3 separate regions of the Sus scrofa genome follow, and regions 2 and 3 are each linked to region 1. A link is a contact called in public HiChIP or PLAC-seq data. All regions are on one chromosome and are shown on one strand. Each heading gives the region's core, a stretch centred on a gene start, on an enhancer-like site or on the middle of the called end of the contact. The rest is flanking DNA. Distances are from core to core; before and after follow the strand shown. Region 1 has its middle 500 kb from the start of QKI. Region 2 has its middle 360 kb from the start of QKI. Region 3 has its middle 280 kb from the start of QKI.

The links. HiChIP or PLAC-seq counts read pairs in DNA pulled down with a chosen protein or histone mark.
Region 2: an H3K27ac HiChIP or PLAC-seq map of skeletal muscle shows a contact between it and region 1. The contact joins two enhancer-like sites. A contact is called at or near these places in 4 of 47 Hi-C or Micro-C datasets (embryonic fibroblasts, heart right ventricle and skeletal muscle) and 1 of 2 datasets of contacts at active chromatin or transcription factors (skeletal muscle).
Region 3: an H3K27ac HiChIP or PLAC-seq map of skeletal muscle shows a contact between it and region 1. The contact joins two enhancer-like sites. A contact is called at or near these places in 10 of 47 Hi-C or Micro-C datasets (brain, embryonic fibroblasts, fetal heart ventricle and 5 more) and 1 of 2 datasets of contacts at active chromatin or transcription factors (skeletal muscle).

Annotation. Positions count from the first base shown.
Region 1 is chr1:4,380,994-4,383,746 of Sscrofa11.1, reverse strand. No RefSeq gene overlaps it. Among named protein-coding and RNA genes, the nearest start is that of QKI, 500 kb to the left of the region's middle. Within about 2 kb of position 1,261, at least 30 of the 83 cell types and tissues checked have an H3K27ac peak or open chromatin away from gene starts, as enhancers often do. A contact at or near this core is called in retroperitoneal adipose tissue, skeletal muscle and subcutaneous adipose tissue, where this site is marked.
Region 2 is chr1:4,523,459-4,526,158 of Sscrofa11.1, reverse strand. No RefSeq gene overlaps it. Among named protein-coding and RNA genes, the nearest start is that of QKI, 360 kb to the left of the region's middle. Within about 2 kb of position 1,373, at least 8 of the 83 cell types and tissues checked have an H3K27ac peak or open chromatin away from gene starts, as enhancers often do. A contact at or near this core is called in skeletal muscle, where this site is marked.
Region 3 is chr1:4,598,570-4,601,278 of Sscrofa11.1, reverse strand. No RefSeq gene overlaps it. Among named protein-coding and RNA genes, the nearest start is that of QKI, 280 kb to the left of the region's middle. Within about 2 kb of position 1,453, at least 24 of the 83 cell types and tissues checked have an H3K27ac peak or open chromatin away from gene starts, as enhancers often do. A contact at or near this core is called in retroperitoneal adipose tissue, skeletal muscle and subcutaneous adipose tissue, where this site is marked.

The DNA.
Region 1 (2,753 bases), core at 12-2,511:
TGTTTTTTCCCCAGTCTGCCTTTGGCACACAGTTTACAGTATACATGTAGCATTCATTCCAACAAGCACTTCCCTGGGACAAAATGAAATCCAGGAGAGTATAGAGTATGTGGGAGAAACATCTTTACATGACACTGACTTATAACGAAATCACAATGCTGGATGAAAACCATCTCATTCTCAGAAGCATCCACATTTATGGGAAAATGAGAGTGCAGTGCCCTTGTCTCATATAGAGTTTCTTTACAGAGAGAGTTTTGGCGTTTCACTAAAGGAATGGTAAAGGTTTGACTGCTTGACTGGTGAAATGTTGTGTGTGTGTGTGTGTGTGTGTGTGTGTGTGTGCACATGTGAGGGTGTTTTACACACAAACTCTCCTGAGGCTTGGGAAGGAATAAATTGTTCCACCCTCCTGCAAATGTCATAATTTATTAGCCACTTGCACCTGCCGTGCTACAGATTTCTTTCCCAGTGGAAATAAACACCCCTCCAAGCAGCCACCCTCTCTGGTGCCTAAGGCAAGAGTGAAAAGCTTTGTGTGTCCACTTAGTCTGTTTTTTATTTCTGACCCTCTTGTCAGGGTACTTTATTTGTCATCTTTCCCACTATTCTGGCTAAAGTGGTGCTGCTTTCCGTTAGAATCAGAAGTTTTTTTTTTATCTCTTTATAACCTAATTTGTAAGTGTTTAAAACACTGTTTTGAGGGGGAAGATGGGGAGGGCAAGATGGGAAAAGAGAAAATAACCTAGATTACGGACGTGAACTTCGCCAATGTACCCTTGTGCTTCCTTCCTTTGGGGAGATTATTTTTAAAGAGTTGTATTTGTCCATCTCAGTATGAGTCACTTATGTCACGGACTTTCAGTTTTACTTTCACAGTTTGGGTTTTTTTCCTGCACTATTTTTGATAGAACTCTAGCATCCTTGAGTTGCCAATCGCGTAGGGAAACTTTTAAGTTTTTGAAATTGTTTTCAGTATAAGTCATAATTATTTTATATTTTATTTTATAAAAATACTCCTTGGTTTCTGTTTTTTCCCCTGTTGGGACCTCTTAGCTATATTTGAAAATGTACACATGGCAACACCTAATAATAAAATTCTGAGCACTGATTTCTCTCATGGCAACATTCTTGAACCATGATCATACTTTTGTAATGCTGTGTCCTAACAGGCCAGATGACATTTCCAGCTTGTTAGTCGTTGAGACATCTTAACCTTGAACCGCCTTCAGGTCCTTCAGGGTCAGCACTAGCAGACAGAGCCCCCTGCTGGAATTTCTGGGGACTGGATTGCCAGGGAAAACGTGAGGGTCTCTAGAGAGCTGGGAGACCAGGAGGTCAAATTATAACCTATGCTGTGAAAAAAAATGGATGACATGCTTTTGACTAACAGCAAGAGTTAATATCTCAAGGAATGTTTTTCAATAGCTCGTCATGTCCTTTTGAAAGTTTGGGTGATAAACACAGAGACTCTGATCTCTTTAAATCAGACTGTTTCTCAGATTAGTATTTCTTGAGGAATATTCTTCAGAGATGCAGGAAGAAATGGTGTCTTATCCTTAAGAACGTTTTGAAAATGGTGAATTAAATACAATAAAACATGATTCTTTCTTGCAGAACTTCTCAGAGCCTTTAAGAGGAAAAGATTATTTCAAACAACACACAGAATTTTCCCTAAACTTGTTCGGCTGTGGACCTTTATGGTGTGATACTTTATGAATATTTTGGGAAGTGCTTTGTAGACTATCAGTGTAGGAAATCTACTCTTTTCTTCTAAGAGTTCTGTTTTGAAGAATATTTTACTTCAATTTTATTCTAAATTTACCAGAGTATATAAAATTGAAGCCTACTTCTTATCAATATTTTTTTACTGTTGTTTTTAACTGTGCTGAGAGATACAGCACTTAGTGATTCCTTTTTAAAAATTCATCTTGAACTGAATTCATCTTGAGTGTTTGTCCTAATCTTATCAATATCTTTGTTTAGACCTAGGTTCATTCATACATTATAGAGATTAGCTTTCCTTAGCTTCTATATACATGCTTTGTTTTAACAACTGGCAGTTTTTGTTTTTGTTTTTGTTTTTTTTAAATAAGACTTAAGAGGCAAATGTAGGCAAATGAAGTATTGATTCTGTATTGGAAAAAAAGTGACCTGGTCATATACAGATATTATGAGAACAAACCCTTCCCATAAAATCAGAAAAGTAAGGTATCTTATTTTTATTAGGATTATATGGTTTTCTCTTGAAGTCTCCTACTTTAAAAATATTCCTTTGGGATCATAAACTGATCATTTTGTAACTGTGACAGAGCAAAAGGGATCCTTACCAGAAAACACAAAATGGAATGAGAAATTTTTAATTTTGCAGGATGCCCGGTTTGAAATATTTCCAAAGTTCTGATTGTTTAGATTACCTTTGAATAAGCAAGTGTTCTTGTCTAATGCAGATCTTCTGTGTCTCTGAGGCCCCTGACTACTTATCCTATCACCTAAAATGCTCACACCCAGTAAACTGTTCTTAGTTCAGACTCCAGGAGCCTTTCTATTCTTGTTAGCTTCTAGAAGAGAATGCCTCCACCCCCCGCCCCCCGCCCCTGGTCCACTGGCACAGCCCCAGCCTTGTTCTCTGGAGCACAGCGTCACGTGGATTCTCTTCTGTTTAATTTAGGCCACTGCAAAATGTGGCATAACAACGTGGTCAGAATTATTAGGGTCATGAAGTGCTTACTGGATTGTTTCCATTTGGTACA
Region 2 (2,700 bases), core at 124-2,623, 140 kb before region 1:
GCCCTACTATGTGCCAAGACAGAGTAAATAGTTTGTCCTCCATACTCTTGCCTTAGGAATGGAAAGGTACCATTTGACAGATCAAGTGCAAATCTTTATATTATACACTTTCACATGTAAAGGGAAAAAGCGATTGCTAGGATTTTACACCAAGACAGAGGACATCTTTGTCCAATGATAGTCCCCAAAGATACTAGTATCAAAAGGATGGTTTTTACTTTTTTCTCAGAAAATCTGAACGAAAGACACTGACTCGTGTGGCGCTGAGCCATTTGCAACTCTCACACTTCCTCTTTCAAAAATAATTCGCAGTTTATTGAGGGAATTGGCTCCTAATTTGGTTCCTAAGGTCCAATGCTGAGTTGAGGTCAATAAAAGTACTTTTCATTAGGTCATCACTCCTATTAGTTTCAGAAATAATCTGAAGTACCCTCTCGTCTTTTCTGGTGTTCCATTCACGTTGGTTTTGTTTTTGCTCCAAGCACATTCATGCATTTTAGTGACTCTCTTAGATGCCTTGGGATTTTTTTCAACTGAAAAAGGCATTTGACATTGAGAGGCTTCTTTACATTGTTTTAACCTTTAAGAGATTTAAAGAATGAGTAATACCCTAAAAATAATAGTATCTTCTAAGAGTTTGACAAAAACACATGCATGAGAAGAAAATGCATATTATATGAGGTTCTCATCAAATTAAGTTTGTCAAAATTGTGTTTCCAATTTGGAGGTTCCATGAAAAGCCTCATTTTGCTTACGCTGCACCTTCTCAGGTGAGATGGCTTTTCATTCTTGACTATTGGATAAACTGAATAAATTTCTCTCAGTGAGGGTCACCCTTAATTATCAGGGCTCGCCTAATCAAGAACTTCTCTCCCTTTGTATTGAAATAGCTGATTGTCCAAAAATACTTGCATAATATCCTTTGCTTTGCTCTTTTCCACCTGAGGTCATCAATCACCCTGTTTCTTTGTTTTTCAAAAGGGAATGTTCGCATCGTCTAGCCATTCCGTCTCCGTGGGTGTAGTAAAGTGGAAGAATGTTTAATACTTGCAAACCCTTCCAGATCCTTAAACACACGACATTTTGTAAAAGCATGTTATTTCCCCACCTCATGTGAAACTTTCACCTTAATGATCAATTAATTTTGTGTGGTCTGGTTGGACTCTGAGTTTATCTCCCTGTGTCCAGCATTGTCCATAAGAAAGCAAATAGCCTAGCGCATGTTCCCACAAAGTCATAGAAAGAAAGTCTTTTTTTTTTTTTTTTTTTTTTTTTTTTTTTTAAATACTTAGGGGAATTATGCCGGGGGCCTACTGAGCTCTGGTAAGAACAGCTGCAAGTAAGTTGATACCATGTGGGCCAGGCCTCAGATTCACTGATGGCCCTGGGCTGGCAGCTGGCCTGGGCTGCAGGGTGTAACAACAGAAGGACTCCAGCAATTCTGGTCCAACTCTGGAAAACCCTGGGCAGACGGGACAAATGTTTCAGGGAACAACTGGTTTGAAAGAATAGTCTATTTGAAACTCCCAGCTGTGAAGGTCACTGTGAGTAAGTCTCTGTGCTTGCGTAAGGCTCAGAAACAGCTGTTGCCTGCGGCTTAGATTTCAAACCAAAGTGAATTGCTGGCTCTAGGACAGGATTTTGATCATATATGGACTTACTGAAATTCAGCTGTTGACTTCTGGGGGGTGTGACTTTGGACACCAATGCAAAGGTCTCCTGTTATCTCAGGATTTACCAGCTAAAAGCAAAGCCCATCCAATAATCAATCCCCTTAGTCCCATCTGAGGTAGCAGAAGCATAGTTCTCGAAGCATCTGAGCAGGTAATACCCACAGCACTGTGCAATACCTAACAGTCAATACATTTTGAGTATGTGTTTGTTAAGTGGAAGGCTGCTTATCTAAATCAGATAGATTTTGAGAAGACTTGTTAACCGTAATAATATGGTTACTGTATAAATAGATCAATGTGACCACAATAGCCCCAAGCATTCTAGGTATTTATTATAAAAGTGGGATTTCAAATCAGTGGAGAAAATGCTGTTATTCAATAAAAGAGCATTGGAACAATTACAGTACAACATCTGGAAAAAATGAAAGTTGAATTTCCTATTTGCCATCCAAATAAGTTCCTAGTGAACTTGTATGTGCAATAATAAAATTACTAAAGTTGTTAGACGATGACATGGAAAAATTAAAAAAAATAATGTCAGCACAGGAAAATTCTATAAATTTGACCCCAGACTGGTTACTTAAAACTAAAGAAAATTGTGCACGGCAAGAACATCACAAATGAAATAAAAATTAAAAATGATTGCAATATTTCACAAGAACTTAATTTCTTTAATACATGAAGAACCCCTACAAATCCCTACAAATCTATAAGAAAATTATCAACAATCCTTTGGAAAAATGGGTCAAGGTTATAATCTGTCATAGTGAAGAAAAATCAAGTAGCCCTTAAACAGAAAAAAAGATGTTCAACCTCACGTATCAGAAATATTCCAATTAAATCTAAAATGAAGTAACATTTTTCAAATTGGCAATGATACAGAGAAACTGGCACTAATTGCTTTGGGGGGTATCTTTATTTATTTATTTATTTATTTATTTTTGGTCTTGTTGTCTTTTTAGGGCCGAACCCGCAGCATATGGAGGTTCCCAGGCTAGGGGTCTAGTTGGAGCTACAGCTGTTGGCC
Region 3 (2,709 bases), core at 204-2,703, 220 kb before region 1:
GATTATGAATATAAAATGCCTTATGAAAACCTTATAGAATGTTCACAAACTGGTATGGCCCACAAAATGAACGCCAAAATAATACTCAAGTAAAACTTGTATTTAAATAGCCCAGAACATTTTCCTTGAGTTTTATAATCGATTTTCAATCCTTTTTTTTTTTTAATAACAAAACCCAACATTTGCATTTCATAGATATGGGAAGAAAATCAGCAAGTCTGAGTTCTGGAGATAAGTCTAAATCTGGCTGTGTATCCAGATCACCTGGAGATTATCAAACACACAAACAGAATCCTGGGCTGTGCTCAGACCCACAGCCGCAGACCCTGCCAGGAATCTGTGCCTCCCTACATCACGTGATTCACAGGCATACGCCCAGCTCAGGGTGGGGAGGGCGGGTGGCCTCTGGACCACAGGAGACCTTGGTTGTAGCCGAGGCGGGGCTACCCTGATTAGTTTGGTTACTTCTAGGACTTCCTGTCCTATTTCCTGCTTTCATACAAGCCTTTTAATTTTTTTTAAACTAAAACTTCAATCAGCTCAAGAATAGCAAGTCCTCTTTCTTACTCCTTGAAGGGAAAACTGCCCCGAGTGTGAACCCAGTCTCTCCCGGCAGCAGGCTGGGGGAAGCTGGCTTATCTGTACCGACGCCCCTCCCCCCATCTTGGCTACTTGCCAACGTTGGACTAACTTCACGCGGAACTTTCTGCCTGTGCCTTAACCTGCGGATCAGAGCCCCTTGTAACACCAGCCCCTAGCATCCTGGCGATGGATGACCTTGGAGCGGCTCTCGGAGCATCTGGAAGGACGGCCAAAATGAGTAATGGTCAGAGGAACCAAAATGAGATGAACTGTCATCTGAAACGGGGGAGCAGCATGTGATGGAGGAAACAAGACGCCTTCAGGCTTCAAAGTCATGATCGACATAAGGCACACAAAGCCCAAGACCCCCTGGTTCTTTCCTTCCTGGCATTACTTAAGTCGCGCTCAAGTGCCCTGTGTGTCCTTTGGGAAACTTCCACCTGCTGCGCACAGAGCATGCGCATTCGGGCTGCGTTCGCCACGGTGTTGACACCGAGGGTGAAAGCAATGCTCACAACCTTTGGGGATTGTGGGGGGAGAGGTCAAGGGCAAGATCTGGCCCTGCTGATCGGTTGTCCGAGGGCTTCATGCCCTGCACCCCAGGACAAACGAGCTTTCCACACCGCCCGCCCACGCAGGAGTGTCCAGCCAGTTAGAACGCTCTGTTCTCCCCTCCGAGTCCTTCAGGGAAGCCGTACGTTGAACGCCAGATGAGGAAGGCAGATGTTTTCCTCTTCTCCACCCACCGCAGCTCTGCTTTTGCCAAAAGAGGGGGGCACCGCCACAGTTCACTGCTGGGGACCGGGCGGCCCTGCCGCATGCGCAGTGCGCCTGCGCGCAGCACCTGTCTCCCTCCCCCACAGCCCCCCAACCCCATGCCCCAGGACAGGCTTGGGGGACCGAGGTTCCGCTAAACTCTGACTTCTGGGCCAAGGCAGGCCTTGGAAGGGTGGGAAGAGAAATATTATTTGCACATGGGTTGGGTGAATAATATTTCCTAAATTTAGAGCCATTTGCACTTGCCAGTTCTGAGTTTTGTAGTATTTCTGAAGCAAACATCCTTTTTCTGGCAGCAAAGTGATGCTCAGAAGTAACAACAACAACAACAAAAAAAGGGTTTGGAAGAACTGGCACAAGACCGCAATGATGAAGGCCAGATTTCAAAGTTCTCTTTGGCCACCCTTTAATGTACATCACGAGTTTGGAAATGAAAGGAATTCTGTGGCAGGGCTGCGGGGAAAATTGTACGTCTGCCGCAGAGTGTCCGAAACACAGCTGCTCCGTGTGCCCACATCCTGCTTGGCAACTCCAGCCGACCTACAGCTGGGAGGCAGGGACGCTGCCTCCTCTGCTCTTTGCAGCTGCTTGGAGGGTGTTATCAAACCCGAGGGCTCCTGCCCCTGCACTGTGCCACCTTGTTGGAAAGGGCGACCCCCGACTTTGTGTCAGCGTCTCGGGGGCTCCCAGAGAGGGTTAGACAAGGCTCCGATTCGGTTCAATCTGGTTTGCTTCTGTACAATTCAGTAGCTCTTTGGGCGCCTACTATGTGCAGAGGCTCAAATTTTGTGGAGCAAATGAAAATGAATCAGACTCTTTGTTCGCAGGAATCTGTTTCTGGCGGAGGAGACCCACCAACGCAGAGACACCCGTGCAATAGGGCAGTCGTGGAAAATTTACATCTAAAGGGAGGGAGAGGCCCGGGGCAGGAGAGAGAAAGTCTTCCTGGCCTTTATTTCAGGAGGACAGAGAGGGCTTGTATGGGTAGTTTTCAGCCACTGACCTCTTGCATGATCTTTCTTTCCTGGCTTACAGCTGATTTGGTCTTAAAAAAATCAGATTTTGGATAGGGAAAAATACAGCATTTTTCTGATCTTCTGGCTGTGGGCTGTTCTGTCGTGGCCACACGTGGCCACGCTGGGTTTGGGGACAGGATTGAGCCATCAGCTGGAGAACACGCTCATGGGAACAAGATTCCATCATTTTCCCTAGCTCATCATCTGCAGGCCTGGGTGTTGGCAGGTCTCCGGAGGGAGGGAGGCCTAGCTCCTGAGCCTGGCCTCTGGTCTGGGGCGCAGGTCCTGGGGGTTAGTCCTCAGTGTGGCTTATCCTCCTTGGGAGTTCCCACTG